Regions from separate parts of the Mus musculus genome. Here region 1 is linked to region 2. Evidence: chromatin contacts called from public promoter capture Hi-C data. All regions are on one chromosome and are shown on one strand. The core of a region is the stretch at or near the end of the contact, and the rest is flanking DNA. Distances in the headings are between cores, read along the strand shown. Region 1 overlaps Crb1 (crumbs family member 1, photoreceptor morphogenesis associated). Region 2 holds the start of Atp6v1g3 (ATPase, H+ transporting, lysosomal V1 subunit G3).

The links. Promoter capture Hi-C pulls out the DNA fragments that hold promoters and counts their contacts.
Region 1: a contact with region 2 is called in a promoter capture Hi-C map of pre-B cells, with 4 times the contacts expected there. The contact joins the enhancer-like site here to the promoter of Atp6v1g3 in region 2. A contact is called at or near these places in 15 of 39 promoter capture datasets (the 3T3-L1 cell line, 3T3-L1-derived adipocytes, the HPC-7 cell line and 9 more) and 1 of 115 datasets of contacts at active chromatin or transcription factors (astrocytes).

Annotation. Positions count from the first base shown.
Region 1 is chr1:139,332,960-139,339,053 of GRCm38.p6, reverse strand. It overlaps Crb1 (crumbs family member 1, photoreceptor morphogenesis associated), which reads left to right. Exons shown (of 12, transcript NM_133239.2): 2 at 1,446-2,024. Among named protein-coding and RNA genes, the nearest start is that of Crb1, 41 kb to the left of the region's middle. Within about 2 kb of position 1,888, at least 8 of the 459 cell types and tissues checked have an H3K27ac peak or open chromatin away from gene starts, as enhancers often do. A contact at or near this core is called in pre-B cells, where this site is marked.
Region 2 is chr1:138,269,440-138,276,220 of GRCm38.p6, reverse strand. It overlaps Atp6v1g3 (ATPase, H+ transporting, lysosomal V1 subunit G3), which reads right to left and starts at 2,483. Exons shown (of 3, transcript NM_177397.3): 1 at 2,374-2,483. The coding sequence starts at 2,455.

The sequences.
Region 1 (6,094 bases), core at 639-3,138, 1.1 Mb before region 2:
GATTACTGACAAGCTTCCTAGGATAAACAACTTCTTTCTTGGTTTCGTTGCCATTTTCATTCATGGTCCCCTAAAATCTTTAAAATGGAGGGAAAAAGTAAGCACACAAATGTTTTCCTCTCTTTAAATTGAATAAGTAGTACAGCTAGGCATATAATTCTGATTTATAACTGAGTTCCTTTTGAATGTGTGTGTGTGTGTTGTGTATCTGTGTGTGCATGACAGAGTCTTACTACATACTACAGGCTGGTTTTAAATCAAGACCTGCCTCCATCTACTGAGAACTGGAGTTACAGGCATCCTCACACACAGTCTTCTTGCGAGTTCTAAGATGTTCTAATATCCTCCAGAACGCAATGCTTCAGAGTATAAATTAGAAATATATCCAATCGATTTAGAGAAAGCCTTAGAACTATCGCTCTCTTGGGACCATTATTCCAATTATATTTTCAAAGATAGATCCCTAGAACAGTTTCAGGAAAATAAAGTTTGAAGCCTTTGACTTCAATATATCTGCAGTGGGACCTTGTCTGTTTTAACCTGTGAGATGTACATAACTATTTGAGAAATACTGTGTGTGAAGTCCTAGGATGGTCAGCACAGTGGAACCCACTGGATTACTAGGGCTTTATTGATTGTGTGTGTGTGTGTGTGTGTGTGTGCTTTGCTTTTTGGAGCATAAAATAGAGATGTTGAAAAAACACTCAATCATAAATCAAGAAATAGGGTTCATTTCAATAGGTGTTTCAGTTAGGCAACTTTTCCACAGATGGCTTTGTAAATGATCTCCTAGTATTTCCTAAAGTTTTACACAAGAGAAGATGGGTGTCAGAATTCTCAGTAGCCGGACAGATTGACAGCATTCTCATTATCTGACTGCACTTAGAACAGAGGAAAGGAAGATGTGGAAGAACCCTGCTGCAGTTAGTTTTGCTGTGCATGCATATGTGTGTGTGTGTGGGGGGGGTGTTGCACTGTGTATTTATTTATGTGCCTGTGTGCAACAAGTGTGGATGTGGGCAAAGACAACTTCCAATGTCCTTCCTGACATATCTATCCTTCATCCTTTGTTGAGACAGTTTCTCATCATCCTCATACTCGACATTAGGCTAGGATGACTGGTCACTCCCAAGGATCTAGCTGCCCCAGTGCTGGAATTTTAAGTGTCTGCTACCCAACCTGCCCTTTAAGCTGTGTGCTCTGGGGACTGGACTCAGACGCTCTTGCTTGCAAGGCAGGCATTTTACTGGGTGAGGCATCACCTTAGCTCCTATCTTAGTTTATTAATCATAAGTATAGAAAACTTCTGGATAAGTGAAGAGTTAAAAATCAATATTTCAGCATATTCCATAATGTGTTTCACTAATGAGTACATTTGAATTTTTCTGTAATTTTATCCTCAACTATTTGCAAATTTAATCTTGATACTTTCTATTTTGTTTTAGATTCATTTTGCAATAAAAACAATACCAGGTGCCTTTCAGGTCCTTGCCAAAACAATTCTACGTGCAAGCATTTTCCACAAGACAACAATTGTTGCTTAGACACAGCCAATAATTTGGACAAAGACTGTGAAGATCTGAAAGACCCTTGCTTCTCGAGTCCCTGCCAAGGAATTGCCACTTGTGTGAAAATCCCAGGGGAAGGGAACTTCCTGTGTCAGTGTCCTCCTGGGTACAGCGGGCTGAACTGTGAAACTGCCACCAATTCCTGTGGAGGGAACCTCTGCCAACATGGAGGCACCTGCCGTAAAGACCCTGAGCACCCTGTCTGTATCTGCCCTCCTGGATATGCTGGAAGGTTCTGTGAGACTGATCACAATGAGTGTGCTTCTAGCCCTTGCCACAATGGGGCTATGTGCCAGGATGGAATCAATGGCTACTCCTGCTTCTGTGTGCCTGGATACCAAGGCAGGCATTGTGACTTGGAAGTGGATGAATGTGTTTCTGATCCCTGCAAGAATGAGGCTGTGTGCCTCAATGAGATAGGAAGATACACTTGTGTCTGCCCTCAAGAGTTTTCTGGTAAGTGCAATTACATCTGCACCCTGTACATTCCTTTCATATTTAAGAATATATGTGTACTCTTTTTTCATTTTCAATATAATATATGTCTAGTCACTTATAAAAATAGCCAAGTTCTAGAACATACTAGTAACTAGAGAGCAAGCTTTAGCTAAAATCTCTGGGACTCTACGGAATTCGCTGGATCTGTGAGCAGGTATGAACCATCAGTACTGCTACTTCATTAGGAGGTCTACATAGCTGCAAGCTTAGACTTGGTTTTTAACAAACATTAAATAGTACCCTTTGTGTACAGATGCCATATTTAAATAAAACCTACCACTTGATGGATTCTGGCTGCTACCATATCCCAAGGTATGGTATTATGAATAGTGCTTTAGTGAATGATGGAAGGCAATAGGTATTTTTAAAATACCTATTTTTGTAGCTATATATTCAGTAGTAGTGCCACTAGATCACATGGTAAACCAATTGCCAGGGATTTCTGAGGATCTTCCATAGTGTTTCCCAAAATATACCAATAAAATAGAGTTCCATTTTCCCCCCAAAATTCCCCAGCACCTACTATTATTCATAATTTTGAACACCACCAATATCACAGTTATAAGATCACAGTTTGCATTTCTCTGGTGATCAGAAATGTTGAGAAACATTTCGTGTATCTCTTGGGCACCTGTATTCTGCACTTGCAGCATCATGGATGAGTCTAGAAGACATTATATTAAGTGAATTAAGCCAGGCATGAAGAGCCAATCTCATAAGTGGAATCCAAAATAGCTTACACAACAAATAGGATATACAATGGTTGCTTCCATGGACTGGCAGAGGGTGGAGCATGGATAAGGAAGGAGGAGATGCTGGGAAATGAGTACAAGGTGAGATGGGAAGAGAAATAAGTTTTATGGTGTTGTTGCATGGGAACTTGATAATAGTGTATACTTCAATCAACCATAAAAAGAATTTTAAGTGTTCTCATAACCAGAAAAAAAGACAGTAAATACATGTCTTGATGGATAAGGTGACAAATACCTTTGGATTTGGTCCATGGACTTCAAGGAGCCACTTTCAGGACCAGACAGTTCTGGTTTTCAGTCCTTTGTATTTTTTCAAACCTGAATTAGGTCCTCCATTATTTGCCCCCAATATATCATGTGGTATATTAGGAAGAAGGCAGGCTACAAATCGGTGGGTTCTAATACTGACACCCGAGTCCCTGCCTGGCTGCTGACTCAGTAAAAGCTTTCCCAACAATTGTGAGTCTATAATTGCAATGGTTCTGTCACAAGAAGGTGACATTTTGCATCCCTTCTCCTTATCTTCCAGAAACTACTTGCTTTCTAACCCTCCAGCATGCTCCCTGAGTATTTAGAATGAATGAAATAAACTTCCTATTTAGGGCTGAACATTAATTGAAATCTTTTATACAGTCAAAATGTAGAAATAACCTATGTCAAGGGTGTATTCAAAATACTGAGATGTTAACCAACAATGCACTTCTCTTCACAATTAATGTATTATTACTGTGGGTAACAAGGTGTCTGCTCTAGGCTCAAAAGAGCCAATGTTCTTTGCTGGGTAAAACACTGAAATGCAACCATAAGTCCACTCATAACATGATGTTGCTCCCATAAGGCTAAGCAACCAGGCAAAGTCTCATACCTTGGCTTTTTATAAGCCATATTTAAAGTGTAATTACAAAGTAGAGTTTGCATGAAATAAACATAAGGCCACAAGAATCAGGACTGCCATTATTGGGCTAGGCTTGCTCAGCTCCAAGGATATGGTCAAAGGCTCCTTCATCAATCACCTGCAGAAATACAACAGCCTGTGTTCTAATAGCCTATCTTGGTTCTCATCTCTGAATACAAATTACCCAGAAATATGTGAAACAGAAATGTTCAGACCCTTCCTTCAGAGGGTCAAATTTAATTGATAATTTAAAAAATATCCAGGGATGGGAGCCAGAAATTAAACTCATATGAACTTAATTTAGAGACTTTTGTGGTTGATTTACTTCATAGATATCCCAACAATATCAGAGCTTATAGCAGTCCATGCCAATTATTCACAGTCCCAGTGAAGATGGGTAAAATCAAGGAGAAAGCCAGAGCTGATGAGGGAACGGCAGAGCCTGACAATGAGCATGGATGCTCTTGAGGTCCCTGACTCTAGACCGTCTAACAAATCTTGGAAAGAGTTACAGTGACCCTGCTGCTCCATGCCACATCTGAATTTAGAGTGATCAGAAAGAACTGGGTTTACAAGGTGGAAAAAAGGCCCATGTGCTTCTGAGCAGCAAAAGCAAGAAAAGGAAATAAATTGAGAAAGACAGAGAGGTGGGAGAGGAGAAAGAGCCACTGCATGTGGAGAGGGTTCACACTACATGAATCCTCTGTGCACCCTGTTGCACTTCATGAGCTGCGATTCATTGACTGCAAAAAAAATGAGCTCAACCCATGCCAGCGAATCTCCAGGTGAGAGTCTGTTTGCGTCTGCAACAGCTACAACTGAAGTTCACAGTAATTCTTGAAAGCTTTCATAGTGAAAGGGACAATAACTCGGAGCATCTGTCTCTTCTTAGTTCAAGTTTACGCACTAGAGACTTACGTAATTGAGATCTTCCTTAAAATTAACCAGATTAATAGAGTATACCTTTTCCGTTAAGATGCTTGCAATATTAGAAAACTGGCTTGTAGTATGGCAAGAAAAGGCCAAATGGATAAGAAAAATCTAATAAAAACGTGTTGGAATTTCTAGCGAAAGGAATCTATAGGAAAATATTCAGTTCCTCCATTTTAAAATGAATCTTTGAAGGGCAGAGGAGATAGCTCAGTTGATAAAGTGCCTATCAGAGCAAGCATGAAGACCTGAGTTTGGATTCGTAGCAACCCAGTTATAATTCTGTGTAGTTCAGTTCTTGTCTTTAGTCCTAACCTCCTTATACCTCATTGGTGGGCATAGATAGCCAATTGGTAATTTTTAGATGTAGTGAGAGACCCTGTCTCAAAAAATATAAAGAGGCCTTCAGGAAGGTACTCTGTGTTGATTTCTGGCCTTAATACACCTACACATTATAGATATAAGTACACAAAAGCCACTTACATATGCCACAAACATAAACACAAAAATAAATTATGAAAGGATGGACAAATGAATAAATTAAAATAGATCTTCAGTATATAAATTAATTTGAAATAAGAAAACACATATTTAATTTTCATATGTAAGATACACATTAAACTCATCTTTTAAGCATAAGTTATGTTTTTATTTTAGAAATAAAAAATATACAAAAATATCATGTTTTTAAAAATTGAATTTAGTTTATAGTTTAAAAGAAGGCATAAAATTCCTAGTGTCAAAGGTTAGGACCTCACCTAGAAGAGTTATCATGGGCATAAGAGGAAAAGGCCATCGTGCTACTGATTAGGCAGAAGGGTCACCATTTTTCAAAGAATATTTTCACACTTATTTTATTCAGAGAAACTTTGATGCCTTTAAGAAAAACATATAATTTCCAGAGATAGTTCCAACTTAATGAACTTACAATGTGTACCTATGGCTCTCAAACTTTAGTACTTTAGCTGAAGAGCTGGTCATAGAAATTCAACTTTTGATTCCACTGATCTGAGACAAGGCTCTAGAATGTGCACCTGCCACAAGATGCTGGTGTTGCTGGTACATTGGCAACTTGACAGACTCTGGAATCACCTAATATACACGTTTTTATTTGGGTTAGATTAACCTCAGGCCATGCTTATGAGGGAATTTACTGATTAGGGTACTGAGGTTGGACAATAAAAGTGTATGGTACCATTTTCTGGGTTTGGATCCTGGGTGTCATTAAAAGGACAAAGCTAGGCGAACTCGATTACGTCATCACTCTCTGCTTCCTGACTGCATGGGTAATGTCACTAGCCACCTCAAGCTTCTGCCACCATGATGTGCAAAAACATTTTCTGCAGTAGGTTTCCACATCACATTTGCAAAAGAGCTTTAGTGTTATATATCCCTCCCGTATTTCCTCCTCTACCCTGCCCTATCATTCCCACCCCAATTTATCCTTTCCT
Region 2 (6,781 bases), core at 1,234-3,733:
GTTCCATCAACATCACCACATGCACACTCACCCAACGGAATGAGTGAAATAAAAACGACGGGAACATGAGAGGAGGGGCCACACACCAGGCATGTACAGAGGCATCCATCCCCCTTGGCCACAGATCACTTAAGAACTGAGTAAGCCTGGTGCTGCTGTAATCAAACTGCCACCTGCTGACAGGGAGGGGCAAAACAGCCTTGCTAGGGCAGCCTGTGCCAAAGTCTCTTCATGGCACGAAGAGGACATCCTGACATGCTCTGGAAGTCTTAGCTCAGCAGTGCTGGGAGTCAAAATATTTTTCAAATTGTTTTGAAATACGTGCCATTTACTATTATAGACTGATTAGGTGGTCACTATTAACTCTTGGGTGACTACTGGCTTGGATATTCAGGAGCCAAGACATGGTATATAAAATAAATTTGTGTATACACACACACTCACACACACACACACACACACACACACACACACACAGCACACACATACACACGAAGGTGTCCATTAATAAAATGACTTTTTGGAGCACAGATAATAAAATATGCAGTTTCAATATGATTTCTGCGGAATGATTGCCCAAGGTCAGCATAGTCACTGAAGGGGGAGAAAGAAACTTGGTGTTCGTATTCACTATGAACTCCAAAGCACAGCATCCTCAGTGGCACTCACTCCTAAACAACTTGCATAATTAGTGATATTTCTTCTTTAAGCACTTTGAGTAGAGTTGGCAAGATTTATTGGAACCGCAGAGTAATATTGATCGGATATGTGCCCAGTACCATCCTTGGAACAAAGATACCATGTCTATTGTATCTTATAATAGTTTATTATTCCAGGAATTTTAATTATGAGTAGAGATATTTGAATACAAGGCTTGAGAATTTTCTAGACTATTTAAACTGGTAGGTTCTGGATTGCTTGCCTTTCTGTAACATTATTGCATTCACACTCTCTTGCGATTGCATGCATGGTTTTGTCATGGCAAAAGGATATAGAGTGTTAGTAATGGTTTTAAGTACCTTCCTCCTTCCCTGCCTTTGCTGTCACCCCTCTAGAGTTGTGGTGGTGCTCACATGGCAGAATGTTCGGAAACCAATTCACCATAAGAAAGGGGAAGGGTTTTACTGCCACTGCAAACACCAGAGAATGAACACTGTCTGCCTGCTTCCTGTCTGACATCCCAGAAGTCACATAAGCAACATTTTAGAGACACTGCAACCCCCTTCCTATCCGATTTTGAATCTATCTGCAGACAAAGCAGGAAAATGCTATAAAGATGAATGACACTTCAAATTGTTACATATTAGTAAATGATAGAGAGAATCCTGGAAAAACATAGATCTTGGCTTAGGGAACCAGAATTCAAGATGTCAGTCTTGTATAAAAACTATATGAAATGTCTATACTGCATTGTTTAGGAGCTGGCTGCAGATGGAGACCTGGTCCAACTCCTATTGGTTCCAAGTCTTCTCTGTGTGACCGTGAGCATCCTAAAAATGCTGCTTAGCATCATGTCTTCCTTCCACAAAGACCATTGTGAAAAGTAAACAAAATAAATACTGAGCATGGTAGCTGATGTTGTATTTTTGTCTTTTAAAATATTGCCTTGGGCAAATCATAAAACCTATTTTTTGCATTCATGAATTAGAAATAGTTTTGATGCCTTACTCACACCGTGCATGTCAATAAGAGTAGGAAGAAAGTTAAAGACACTCACATGCAAACATAGATATATATGTCTAAATCAGAAGGCAGCAAATGAGACCAAAACAGAGACATTTAAGATGTTGGGATGTAAAAGGCTACCCAGAGAGGGAAAGCAAGCTGTTAAACGTTATCTCAATTTAATGAAACTGTAAATAGCTGCTCAAAAAGCATCAAGCAAATTGGTTTAACTTGTCTTCCTCCTTCCCTTTCTTTGCCGTCACTCCTATTAGAATCTTCTCCTCTGTTGTTGGTGCTCACGTGGCTGGGTGTTCAGAAACCAATTCACCACAAGGAAGGGAAAGAGTTACTGCTTAGTGATGGACTTGATCAGAAAGTTGCCTGTCTCTACACCATTTCACAGTATGGTGCCAACTGAGGTGTAAGTGTGTAAAAGAAGATGCAGAGGTAGGCTTAAGCCTATATCCATAACCTCAGAGCTATTCATTTTGCACACGGCCTCTCAAAAGCATCCACCCCAATTAACAAAAACCCCTTCCTGGTGTGGAGTGTGGAACATGCAGCTGCAGAGTTCCTCCTAATGGCTTAAGGTTTCACTAGGAAAGTAGTAACATCACAGTTCAAATCCAGGTCTGCTTGACAAGGACTCCCATGGTCCTCTCCCTCGTCCCTCTGCATTTTCTGACCAGCCCCTTGGGTGACACTTACTTTTCTTTGCCTCATCTAGCTTGTCCTTGGCCCTTTTCTCTGCCTGCAGGAGCTGTTGGATCCCCTGAGACTGGCTGGTCATGGTGTCTTGCTCCAAGGAAGGTGACTTCGGTGGAAGCTGGGAGATACGGGTCCTTTTCAACTTGTTTTGTCAACAGTGAACACATAGGTGTTTGTTCCAAACTTGCCTGATTGGATCAAAGAGTTGGATGCCAAGGTGAGCTCAAGGAGGAATCCAGGAAAACAAGTTAGTGACTCCAAGACACTGGCAATTCACTGTCACTGACTTGAGCTCTGTATTAACAAGGCAACTATACAGGGCTCCCAGGTTTCCTTAAAGAAATAGGTAGGACATCTCTAGGAACAATATTTGCCACCATATACCCCCACATCCCAATACTGACCTGTTGCTGAATTGCCTTTCAGGTTACAATGTTTCTCCCTGCACCTTGTATTTGCAATAATTTCTCAGGCCTTTATCTGTCTCTGTGATTGAATTATCTGCTTGAGGAAAATTGATTTTCCTTCTTCAAGGAAAGAGATTGTCTGTCTTTGTGGGTGAAGATCTATTTTCTTCTTGTCCTAGGCCTCAGGTAGAAAAGGAAGACCATTAGGGCACCTTATGCTGTTCTCTTGTAAGGCTTTGTTGGAGTTCATGATGATCTTACTACAGTGCTTCAGGCAACAATAGGAGGGATTATTGTCCTGCACTTGAGGTTAGTTTAGGCATATCTTTTCTGTTACTTTGTATCTATGTCCATCTATGCACAATGTACAGTGATGTCCACATATTTCACCTGATTCTGTACAGTAAGAGACAAATAAGAAAGCTACTCAAGTAAAGAATGCAACGTAACATTTCTATGCATCCAATGCTTGTATTGGAAAGGAGGGGTTGGTTCCTTTTTCACTTAGATGGTATGACCCACCAGTGGGTTTTTCATGGACTTCAGCTTGAAAAACTTCTGTCACTTAGTCTGTCAGGTGCAATTTCTTCCAATAGGTGCCTGGATTTAAACACAAATTTAAAAAGGAGGGCCAAGCCTTTTAAGGTTTCAAAGATTATTTTTTCCTAATCTTTTCAAGTGTCTCATCTATACCAGTGGAACAGGAAACAGCCATATCAGGCTCCTTTCAGTATGCACTTCTTGGCATCCACAAAAGTGCCTGGGTTTGGTAACTGTATATGGAATGAATTCCCAGGTGGGACAGTCTCTGGGTGGCCTTTCCTTTAGTCTCCGCTCTACACTTTATCTCCATATTTGCTCCTGTGAGTAATTTGTTCTCCTTCTAAGAAGAACCAAAGTTTCCACACTTTAATCTTCCTTCTTCTTCAGCTTCATGTTGTCTGTTAATTGTATCCTGGTTATTTCAAACTTTTGGGTTAGTATCCAGTTATCAGTGAGTACATACCATGTGTTTTCTTTTGGGACTGGGTTACCTCACTCAGGATGATATTTTCTAGTTCTATCCATTTGCCTAAGAATTTCATGAATTCATCATTTTTAATAGCTGAGTAGTATTCCATTGTGTAAATGTACCTGACTTTGTCTCCTCTTCCCTCCTTCCTCTCTGTTTTCTCTCTCTCTCCTTCTTCCCTTCCTTCCTTCCTTCCTTCTTTCCTTCCTTCCTTCCTTCCTTCCTTCCTTCCTTCCTTCCTTCCTTCCTCCCTCCCTCCCTCCCTCCCTCCCTCCCTCCCTCCCTCCCTCCCTTCCTCCCTCCCTCCCTCCCTTTCTTCCTTCCATCCCTCCTTCCTTCCTTCCTTTCTTCCCAACAAGATCTCATGTAGCCAAGACTGGTCTGAAACTCACTCTATGTAGGGTTAACTTTGAAATTTTGATCTCCCTGAGCACTGGGGTTGTAAACATATATAGCTACACTTGTTAATGCCTGTTGGGTACTGAGAACAGAACTTTGAGTGCTCTAGGCAAGTGCTAACCCAACCCAGCCATACCTCTAGCCCCTTCAATCAACTTTGACAATGCTTAATTTTATTGCTTAATATAATAATTAGTGCAAATGGGATAATAGATTTATCAATGTCATGGATCTTGATCAATGCACACTCCTACTGAATTTCAGCCGATCTTAGACTGTGATACCTTTCAGTAGCTGTAATGTTGGAATCCTTAGTTATTCTGTGAACTGTTAAGTGGAGATTGTTATGAGGAAGTTCTTATGCAAGCAGCTTTATTGAATATCTCAGCTAGACCGAGAAAAAGAAACTTAGAGGGCTTGATGTTAAATAGAACGACTTCATGAAAATTATTTTTCATCTTGAATAGAAAAGTCTATGTGTCCCACAGGCTTCCCCAGTTCACAAGAAACTCCTTGCTGGTTTCCTGTATGCTTTGTTATATTCATTGAAGTAAAATCCATAAAATATAAGTTGCTGTGTATATTTCCATCATCTGAAAGGATCTTTGTTAACAATCCGGCACCTCCACAGCCACCCCAAGGGGCCCAGCAATAGTGGGACATGTCATCACTTGATGCTAAGAGGCAACAGTCCCACTGTTGCCTAATGTCTCCTGCCCTCCTGCCCATATGCTACATCCCCTGATAAAAGGCCCCATTCCTCCTCTCCACACCCTTTTTTTTCTTCACCTCCACCAGAGGCAGGCTTTGTATATCTGTCCCTCTCCCTGAATAAACATGCAAATCCTGTCTCATGGTGTGACTTTATCGACTCTGCCACATAGATCTAACAATATTTTACTTTCATATATAAGAAAGTTTATGATGCATATACGAAAGACAATTAAGTGTTAGGTCCCAAACCTCAAACCCCCCAAATGTCAGTGCCACTGACGTTGTTCTAGAAGACAAAATGACAGTCTGAGAGGAAGCTGGAGTCTGACAGGGTAAACAGCAGTACTATTTGAAGGTAGATAAAAATCTTACACTTAACCATTCCTCAGAAACCTGTATAAAGGGTTTTCGTCTGCCAGGAAGGGTCACTGCTTTTATAATTTCCCCCGATGTCCAGCAAATGGGGTGTCTAGGTCCCTATGAACATATACTAGTAACACATATCAAAGTCCTTAGGTTCTTCTGGCCTGCAAAATCACCTCGCCCTTCCCTCCCCGCAAACCGTCTAGGCTGTTCCAGTTTACAGACTTCCCTACCTTCCGTCTGTTTGTTTTATGACTAGTGAGGCTATCCCTGTCTTTTTTGCTATTGTCTCTACCTCCTGAGAGATAGCTTTGGACTCCCTGAAATGCCCTTGGCTATTCTATCTGCCCTGAGCGGCACCTTTGAACTTTCCCAAATGAACCTTTTTTCTACTCATGGGATCATCTACTTCTGTTTTCACTGCACCCTCACATGATCATATTAAGATCCCTCCCCACCACTACCACAAGTTTATATACCTGCGTTACTCACGCTGGGAAATTATACCACAAGCATGTTTGAACTACTAGAACTCAACATTGACACAATTAAACACTGGTCTGACAAAGTTTCCAAACTTCAATCAGTATTCTATACTTATGCTCTGGTAGTAGTAATAGCAACTTCTTTGAAACTTATTTTTTAAGTTACAGGGGAGGAATTTCACAATTAACTGTTGGGCTTTCTCAAAATACCCAGGATTTGCAGAGACCACACCAATGTCAGCAGTTACTAAGTATGCCCCCTTGAAAGTTTCATGAGCAATTCTAATTTTATGATAGGAGAAGCTTGTTTCCATCTTATTTACTTAGTAGGATACTCTTCTGGCCCAGAATTATAACAGGTGAATGATCCCTTGTATAGAAATATGCAAAAGGGGAGTCATTGCCACATTTTTAAATAGAAGACTGCTCTTCCTCGCCTTTTTAAACGCCTGTATTGCATGCAGCCCAGGCTTGTCAAACTTGCTATGTAGCCATGCTTGAATTCCTCCTGATCTTCCTCCTAAAGCCTCCAATTTGGGGAAGCAGAGTTGTGCACTACCAGACTTCACTTATTCTTAGCGTGATAATAATACCAAGAAAGTGTTAACTGATAAGGACTTGGAATTTGAATATGACATTTGAATATCTTGAGTTTGTAAGCAATCGGTGGATAAGGATTTCCTTTTCTACTTATTAATAAAATACCAACCATGTACCAAATGCTGAATCTATTACTTTGTTGTTTATAATGTGCTTGTACTTATTTTATTTTAATCTCATGGTTCCCATCACACATCTTACTTGATGGTATAGCTGTTGCTTTGGTATATGTCATAAAGCAAAAAGGCTCTGGATGGTTTACCTGACAAGTTAAGGAAGTAGAGGATATTTTATCTCACAGTTCAGGGATCACTGTCCTTTATAGCAGGGAAGGCATGTTTGCTGAGGTGACAGGTGCTAAGTGATATTCCTATTGTGGTGGCAGAAGGGAAGTAGAAAAAGGTATGGCAGACAGGACGGCTGGGTTA